Linked DNA regions of Mus musculus: region 2 is linked to region 1. The links are chromatin contacts, called in public Hi-C maps. All regions are on one chromosome and are shown on one strand. The core of a region is the stretch at or near the end of the contact, and the rest is flanking DNA. Distances in the headings are between cores, read along the strand shown. Region 1 has its middle 54 kb from the start of Tmem26. Region 2 has its middle 4.6 kb from the start of Gm33263.

Region 1 (4,393 bases), core at 963-3,462:
CACCCCCGCCATGCTGTGGGAAACACAAATACTGCTTTTCTGCCGAAGAGCCTAAGAAATTGTGGTTTCGAGCGCAATCATTTCGCCTGGGCATCTCCCATAGAATTTCAACTAGAGAGTAGATAATTATTGTCCTCTGAAGCCTGAGAATATTCCCAGCAAATCTGGGGGCGGGGAAATATAAGACATTGGAGGGAGACATAGTAAGGAGGGATCTCTGAGGAGATGGATAGAGGGTACAGTGGGTGGGTCAGATCAAAATACAGTGTGCAAGTGTATGAACCCCTCAAAAAATTTTTTTTGGAACGGATGCAAGAAAGATGGTTCACCAGTTAAGAGCACTTGTTGCTATTGCAGAGGACCCAGGTTTGCTTCTCAGTACTGATGTAGAGGCTCACAACAGCCTGAAACCAGTTCTAGGGTATCCAATACTCTCTTCTATAATTACCAGGCATATACGTGGTGCACATACATACATATATGCAAAACACTCATACACATACAATAAAACACCTAAATGTCTAATCAATGAAAACACATGTGAAGTAAATCTAAGAGCACCCTAAATAAGCTCTATGGGTCAGGAATTTCCTTAACCATTGTATGAATTTTCTGTTATTCTGGAACATTACTTCCTCAGATAGTCAACAAAGGACCCCAGCGGGTTCACAGATACATCATTCTGGTCCATATGGTGCTTAGTTATATTAGACATATTTATGGTGCAGCTCTCTGGTCTACACTCTGTCAGATATGATGCAAGGTGTTGGGCATCTCTGGTTATTAAACATGCAGTCCATCGTGATGGGATTCTTTCTTACATCGGGGAGAACTAGGGGTGCAGGACTCAGCCCATCTTGACTCCAGCCTTCAGAAGTGGGATAGGCGAGCATGATACTGTCTTGGCTTCCTTCATGAGCAGGGCACTCCTCCATTCTCCCCAGCAATTCTGCTTACTACCTAGCCCACCACTTCCTGCCTTCATATCTGGTGTTCTCATTCAAAACTCAGAACAGCCAGGCTGATTTCCTGCTCTGGGAATGCTCTTGTCATGACCAGGACAAGGTGAGGTTTTATTTCCAGAGCCATGAGGGACACTAATGTCCCCTAGAGGTGTGTGTTGAAATGTCCTCCACACCCCACACTGACCCCTTCATCTGCTTTATGCTTCCTCATGGCAACTATTGATCCTCAAATTATTTTTAATATTTATATAGTTTTTAACTAAGTGTCAAGTGTCTGGCTGATAAAGGGTCTTATTCAAAGCCTGAGAGTTAAGAAACATACAACAATATTTAGTGGTTGAATTAAATATTGTGAGTATATTTTCACATATTTTATGACCTATCTTACCTTAGTAACTGTATAATATTCCACTAAGATCCAAATGTACTAAACACAATTTTTATTACTTTGGGGAATTGAGGTTCCCACGTTTTTATTTTTTTGCTTTAAACTAGCATTACATGTAGATCATGTTGGAGGAAAGTATCCAGAAAGGAAGAAAGATTGGGGTTTTAAAAAATCAGCCTATAAGCAGATGGTAGTTTGCTCCCTACAGTGATGCAGGCTTCTGGTGACAGCACTTTAAAGCCTGGGTGTGTGTCACAGCCTTCCCAGACCTCCCTATCACAATCTAGTTCCCAAGTGTGGTTATCTGGGCTCTGGTCCTGCTTAGAGCTGAGGAGATGCAGACCCAACTTCAGGAAGCATATTCTTTTTAAACGTTAAGCCCTCCCCACCCCTACTGATGAACAAAGAAAGTTTGAGCTTCCTTCACCCTCCGCCTCACCCCATGCTGTCCCTTTGGGAAGCTAATCATGGCTACAGTAATTGAATTACCCTAATTTTGGACAGCCGGTGTATCCATTGATTTTGGGCAACGAAGTACATCTGCTGAACTTAGAGCCTTTGGGGGAGATTGCACTGCACTGAGATTTAAAAACAGCTCTCAGGGGAGCTGGAGAGGTTCAGGAGCGAAGGGAGCGTGTTCATGACTATTCTCAAATGAGTCAAATTATCTAGCAAATTTAAAGTGATGGGTTCTCCAAGCCATCCAGGGCTGTGGCCCTCCACCCCTGCCACCACCTTCCCTCCCTCTCATATGATGAAGATTTAACCATGAGAACATGTCCAGCCTGTCCTAAATTCTGCCCTCAGTTTCCTGATAGCAGCCCAGCATGGAAGCAAGTGACGGACGGATCGTGACCAGACTGCTTGCAGACTTGGCTAAGAATAGATTCTGATTTTCCATTGCTAACAGCCCTGCCCATTCCACAGTGCATACTAAAATATAGATTTTTTTCCTCCTTATAATTATAACACACAAGATAGCTAGGTCTTTTTCTCAGAGGCAGGCAATGTTAATCTGCATACCTGAATGCTATTTCCATACACATCTTTTTAAAGGCATCTATAAATTTTTTCATAAACACGGTGTTTAAGAAAATGAAATTAATTGTATGTACTTTAATACTGAAAACACAAAGCAAACTGTACCTAAATTGCCCATTTTATCTGTCTTGCTGAGGAGGAAGACAGATGAGAGAAAAATGTATGTTTCAGTATCCGCTTAATACTGTGGCAGTTGTGAGGGGTAACCTGTGGGGATGAAAAATGAAGCCTATAGTCCTATCTGTTTGAAATAAATGAAACAGAATTTGTGTCTAAAATACAAGCAATATCTCAGGAACTGCCGTAGCAAATATCAGCATTAATAACATACTTCTGGAGGCTCACAAAAATATAATCAATTTTTCAGTTCATAAAATTTCAAAAAATTGAATTTACATTTGCTAAACCAATTAACAAATTCTAATTTACGCAGCGTTGATGCTTCTAATTGGCAGCCGTGCATTTTTATGAGACTTCTTGTTAATCTCTTATGGTAATCAAACTCAGAAAATTTAAAATTCATTGGTGTTCTTGATACACGGAACTAGTTAAAATTCTTAATTAAATTAGGGTGACTGAAAGAGAAGCCATTTTAAAAGTAAAATCATAAAGTGTTATGACTAACGTTGTACAAATTAGCATAAAGTAGTTTTGGGGAGAATCATTTGGAAGACTTTGTAATTTGGAACACCTGCCATTACTGCATTTGTTAAACTTTTATCAATTAATCATTACTCCCTCCAATAGCAGGAAAAATTGAATATTTTGAATATGAAGAGGGTGACTAATTGCAAATGGCAAATTGCTGACTGGTTCCATTATTACCTGCGCTTTAAGAATTTTGAGAAATAAATGTCTACTATGCGATGTATGAATACATAAATTATCCTAATGCACTCCATATTGGATGGCTTTCCATCTTTCTCATTCTATAATAAATGTTTTCTTGAGGTAGGAAAGATGACTTAGTGAACACGGATTCCATAATGGGATATGATTATGGCTCCATTAAAAACATTTAATGGTCACATTATTTAATCTCATTCTCTAAATACACACTAGCCATATATTTTATATTTTAAAGGGCATGAGTAGAGGGAACAGTTGTTTTTGCTATAGTGAGGAAATCAATCCTCATTTGAAGTACAATTTAGGATTAAGCCATATAGCACCACGGCCTCGAAATGTTAATTAATTCTCAATTTGGCCCGTGGTTCTCAAGCCCAAGCGTTTAGATTGTAAAGGGCACTTCAGCCAAGACTCATTTTATTACAAGTTAAAAATCTCAGAAAAAAAATTGATTTAGAAATGTGTTTCTAAATCAATGCAGCAAGAACAGAGTACCTAAAAAAAAAAAAATCTCTGCTAAAATGTACTTTTCATTATTCGAAGATTCACACAGGGATCTCTAATGGTCCCTGAAAATTCCGAGATTATCAAGAAATGTGACTTTAAGTACCTTGAAATTGCTACAGCTATTTATCTTAGCCAGCCCTAGACAAAGCTCTATGACTATTAGATAGAAAGTGTTTCAGATGTAAGAACCACTTCAGTGGTGTTTTATAGTTCAGAAAGCTAGAGGACATGGGGCTAAATTAGCAAGAAGTGTGGAGGCTTCCAGTGAGGAGATGACCTATCCAGTCAAACTTTACAAATTCCAAATTTGATTAAAAGTAGCCCAAAGAGGATCCAACTCTGACTTTCTGAAGGAAAGAAAGAAAGAAAGAAAGAAAGAAAGAAAGAAAGAAAGAAAGAAAGAAAGAATTCTTCTAAGATGTATCTTAAATGATAACTGTGGGACCACTCATGGTTCACAAGTGTTTCCTAAACTTGTATTGAGATCTGTATTATTGACTGTTTTCATAATTATAATAAGATTATAAGACACAACTGAAGGAAATAAAAGCATCTTTTGGCTTAAGAGTTGTAAGATGGCACTGGCCACATGGCATCCTCAGGTGGGAAGCAGAGAGATGAAGGATGGTGTTCTTCTAAGTTT
Region 2 (4,393 bases), core at 1,317-3,816, 490 kb before region 1:
TGGACATGTTAGGGTTGTGGTGCGGTCCCCAGAGGAGACTGCTAAGGCATGAGTTCACACCAATAGAAAGTCCTTATTAGCTGGGAGACTATACTAGGTGTTTCGGACCCCAGTGTATCACGGAGTCTTTCCCAGGGTGAGCTTTTAAGCACAAAACCATGTTCTGGGTTGACATACTTCAGTTAACAAGAAGTAGAACTACAGAAGCCAAACAGCAAAGTTAGTACGTTGAGAGACTTTCTCAGAGTTATGGACTTTGATGGATTAGCCCTTTGCTTCCCCTTTGGCAGGAGGTGCTGTCTACCTGCTAAGTTTTACAGCCTGAAGGGGACTTCCATCATGGAGTTGGTTGTGCTATGGCCTGGGGTCCTGTTACAACAAGACAGCTGTGATCTATGAGCTCACAGAAGGTGTGGCTACCTGCACACCATCAAGCCAGTCAGCAAGGGGCTGGGAAGAGCTCATGAGCTCCACCCCCCGCTCCTGATGGAGAGAGTTGATGGCTTCTGGGGGGAGGGAGAGTCAGTTTTCTTTAAGGGTGTGGCACTGAGTAGGCCAACCACACTCTGATGGATGGCTCCGTGCCCAGGCATTTATGGGCAGTACAAGTTGGACTCAGTGGGTTATCTTTCATTTTATTTTTAAAGAAGGTTGAGGCTGGGGTCTAAATACACCCATTCTTGTACTGTGGACTTCCTTAGTTTTTGTTTGAAGCCCCTATTTGCTATGCCTCTGTGTTCCTCCCTTCCCCTCTCTCTTCCTCTCCAGGTCTCTTTTCCTCTACCTATGAACCTATTAAAAAAAAAAAAGAGTCCATGAGGTTGGGAAGGGAGGGTGTTATGGGAAGGGGAGGTTGGATATGATTGAAATACATTGTAAGTATGTGTGAAATTTGCAAAGAATTCATCAAACTCTATTTCAAATATATGCACCCTGAAAAGCTTGCCTAAAATCCTAAGGGCACAGTGACAGTTAAAAATAGGCTTGCAAAGTCAAAGCAGAAGGAAAAAAAAGAAACCCAGAATAAATAGAACTTACTGAAACATTAGAAGTCAGACACATGTTCAGCAGAAGTATACTTACCATCACAAAGAGAATATTTCACATTTAATAGGTTGACTTTTCTAAAATACAGGGGCATTTGAATTAGCCATTTTTATGTACATAGCTGTTCTGAAACTCCCTTAAAAAAAGCAAAGGCCAATGCCTTAATAAGAGGCATTATGACACAGACCTATTTGAATCAGGCTTATGAAAAACAGGACTGGAAAAGTTGAAATGCCTGCTGCATACACTGCAAATAGATTTAATTAATGGAAACCCCAAGGACGGAACTTCTTTAAATAAGCAATTGCGTAGGGAATTAACAGTGTAAATAGGATCCTGACTTATTAGCGCAAGTTCCCCTTCCCCCCAGTCTGAGATGTAGGGGCAAACACTCACTCACCTACGCTTTAAGTTAGGTATGCACACATGGTGACACATGGTGACTATGGGGCCCTAGCACATTTAAAACCTTTTAATAACTTGTTCACAGACTGGGCTTATGTTTACCTTTGCTTTGCAAACGCTGTATTTATGGGCAGATAAGATATGGTGCTTTAAACATGTCTTTTCAGCCTTATGTACAATTTTTAGACACAGAATAAACCATTTTTTTTTTTCAGGGACCCTTTCCGAGCTCTTCCATACATCCAATCTATATGCTAATACCAGAATATTCTCATGGTTTGTTATTAAGGGTTCCCCTAAGGACTTCTACTTTGTAATGTTTTGTTGAAGTTACTCCGTGTAGTTAAAGGTAATAAAAGCCACATTTGTCTAAGAGTTATCTGTAATTCAGCCCTCACATACATTCAGGTATGCGTACTTCCCCAAGCCTGGAATAAATGAAATGCTTACAATATTCATAGCTACACACAGAAGGCATTTCTGTAAAATATGCATCAGAACATTAAATATAGAAATAAAAATAAAACATGTTGCGGACTGAAATTAACACATACGTTTGTGGGTAGGCAAGGCAGAGTCGGTCTGGGGAGAAGAAAAAAAACCTACCAACATTGCCCCTTTTCTCCAAAAGCTGATGTCTCCTGTTCACTCTGACCTTTGGCCTAGCCACTTGCAGAGTGATCATGCATTTTTTGAGTTGAAGACAGCTGTTGCTGGGGCCAAGACGGGTAGATACTCCAAGAGAGGCATCTGGGAAGAACAGGAGCGCTACCGAACAGCAATCTGTCCATTTCTAAATCGTCCTTGTATGTGGCCATGATGTTTCAAGGACCACATGTCAGTTTTGTGCACAAAACTCTACTTGTGTATAAAATATGCAGGGAAGACTCATGTTATTTTCATGATCCCAACTCCTATGTAGGTCAAGATGACTCAAATTGTAGATCAGAGGAAACATGTTCAACTACAATTTATAAAACCCATGATGTAATGTTTAAAAATGGAGTGTTCTTATTTCATTTTTTTTTTTTTTTGTGAAAATGCAAACACCCTTAACATGAGTCTGGTTGCTATTCATATGGTGTGCCATCTTTACGTAAAGCAATGTTTCTACATTTTTAAAATATATATATACTGTAGAATGCAGTGCTAATTTAGTCACACAAATTAGTACTTACCATGCAAAAGGGAAAAATAAGCTTCAACTCCATTTTCATTACTGAAGACAGCCTGGTGAAGGACGCGCGTCTAGATGCCTCTGTGTTGCAAAACCTAGGAAGGAGGTGGAAGCAGGAGACACATAGTGAAGAGAAGAAACTGCCGATACAATATTAGCTCCATACACTAGTGGTGATTCTCCATCAGGACAAGAACTGCTCAGCCAGGACATGCCATTTGGAAATCTCCCAAAGAATTAGTGTAAGAGGGGCAGAAAGTTACCCCTCTTTCAGGGGAGCAGGGGAAAAGGGCTGCCCTTGGAAGCAGGATGCTAGAGTGAACCCTCCTCTAGGGGTCTTTATTACTATTAGTATTATTATTATGTTTTAATCATTTAACCTGGACTGGCCTCAATTATTATTATTACTTTTAATTCATGTAGCCTGGGCTGGCCTCAACCCTTGATACATAGTTGAGGATGTCCTTGAATATCAGCTCCCATGCATCCATATCCCCAGTGCCAGGACTACAGGCAAGCATCAGCAACATGCCATGTTTTATACAGTTCAGGGGATGCAACTCAGGACTTTGTGCATGCTGGGCCAGTCTGTGCCAACTGAGTTCCATCCCTGCTCCCATGTCCTCTCAGTAGGATTGTTCTGAGGATCCAGGGAGGTGAGGAGTGGAGAGACGATCCGGTTAAAACAAGGGCCGTGGCACTGAGCTAAGATTGAACTAAACTGGCCTCCAGTCATCGGCCCTCCAGCCAAGCAGACACTGAATACTGGCAAAATATAACCACGTAAGGCAAGTGCCAGCTGCCACCAATCAGGTGGCTTTGGGTTGTCACTGTCTTTTCTCTGGTTATAACTTATCTATTTGGAAGGATGGAATCTTCTGGACATGTTTGTCTCAGAGTATTGTTGGGTCATAGGTCCTCATTTCATTCTCTTCCCCCCACCCCCACGTGTGTGTGTGTGTGTGTGTGTGTGTGTGTGTGTGTGTGTGTGTAGTGCTGGGGACAAGGATACATTAAACTGATAGACACAACTGATCTCAGCCTTTTTTTTTAATGAGGTACTTATTATGTTTGTACCCTGACACATTTTACCTTAAGGATTTGATATGGTTTCCAAAAATCAAGTTTATAAGATATGAGTAAAAATCAGAAAACAACATTGAAAATAAAAAAGAAAAAGAATGCACATGTACACATACATACATGCACACAGAGTGACATATACATGCACACACTCAAGTGCACACACATATACATGCACACACATACATACATGCTCACATACATGTGCATACAGGAACAAGCACATATACACAGATGTATACATGCACACACTCAACTCCATACACACATACATGCACATATATACACACATATGCTCACATGTGCATACACACACACACACACACACACACACACACACACACTGGTCAACACAGTCAAAGTAGCTAAAAGTAGTAGAATTTGTATTTGAATTTCTTGGCACTTTGGGGGGGGGGAAAGAAGGCATACATTTTTAATATCCCTCCGAAGAAATCATGTCATTTTATCACACTCTCTAGAGAAAGCAAGTATTTCATCCTTCTGGCATGAAATCCATTCCTAGAGACTTTTTCATGTGCAACAGCACAGAAACGTTGAGATAAAATGGACTATTTATAAATAGGAATGGCTATATGAAAATCAAAACACAAAGTAGCACTTTTCTATGGAGTCAGTGGTTATTTCTATGAAAAGGGTGTTATTCCTAAAGATGAACTTGAA

The links. Hi-C and Micro-C count contacts between places; a contact is called where the count stands out from the background.
Region 2: a contact with region 1 is called in a Hi-C map of cortical neurons, with 3 times the contacts expected there. The contact joins two enhancer-like sites. A contact is called at or near these places in 1 of 484 Hi-C or Micro-C datasets (cortical neurons) and 1 of 9 other capture datasets (adipose tissue).

Annotation. Positions count from the first base shown.
Region 1 is chr10:68,668,025-68,672,417 of GRCm38.p6, reverse strand. No RefSeq gene overlaps it. Among named protein-coding and RNA genes, the nearest start is that of Tmem26, 54 kb to the left of the region's middle. Within about 2 kb of position 2,212, at least 6 of the 459 cell types and tissues checked have an H3K27ac peak or open chromatin away from gene starts, as enhancers often do. A contact at or near this core is called in cortical neurons, where this site is marked.
Region 2 is chr10:69,153,769-69,158,161 of GRCm38.p6, reverse strand. It overlaps a transcript of Rhobtb1 not described here. Among named protein-coding and RNA genes, the nearest start is that of Gm33263, 4.6 kb to the right of the region's middle. Within about 2 kb of position 2,566, at least 6 of the 459 cell types and tissues checked have an H3K27ac peak or open chromatin away from gene starts, as enhancers often do. A contact at or near this core is called in cortical neurons, where this site is marked.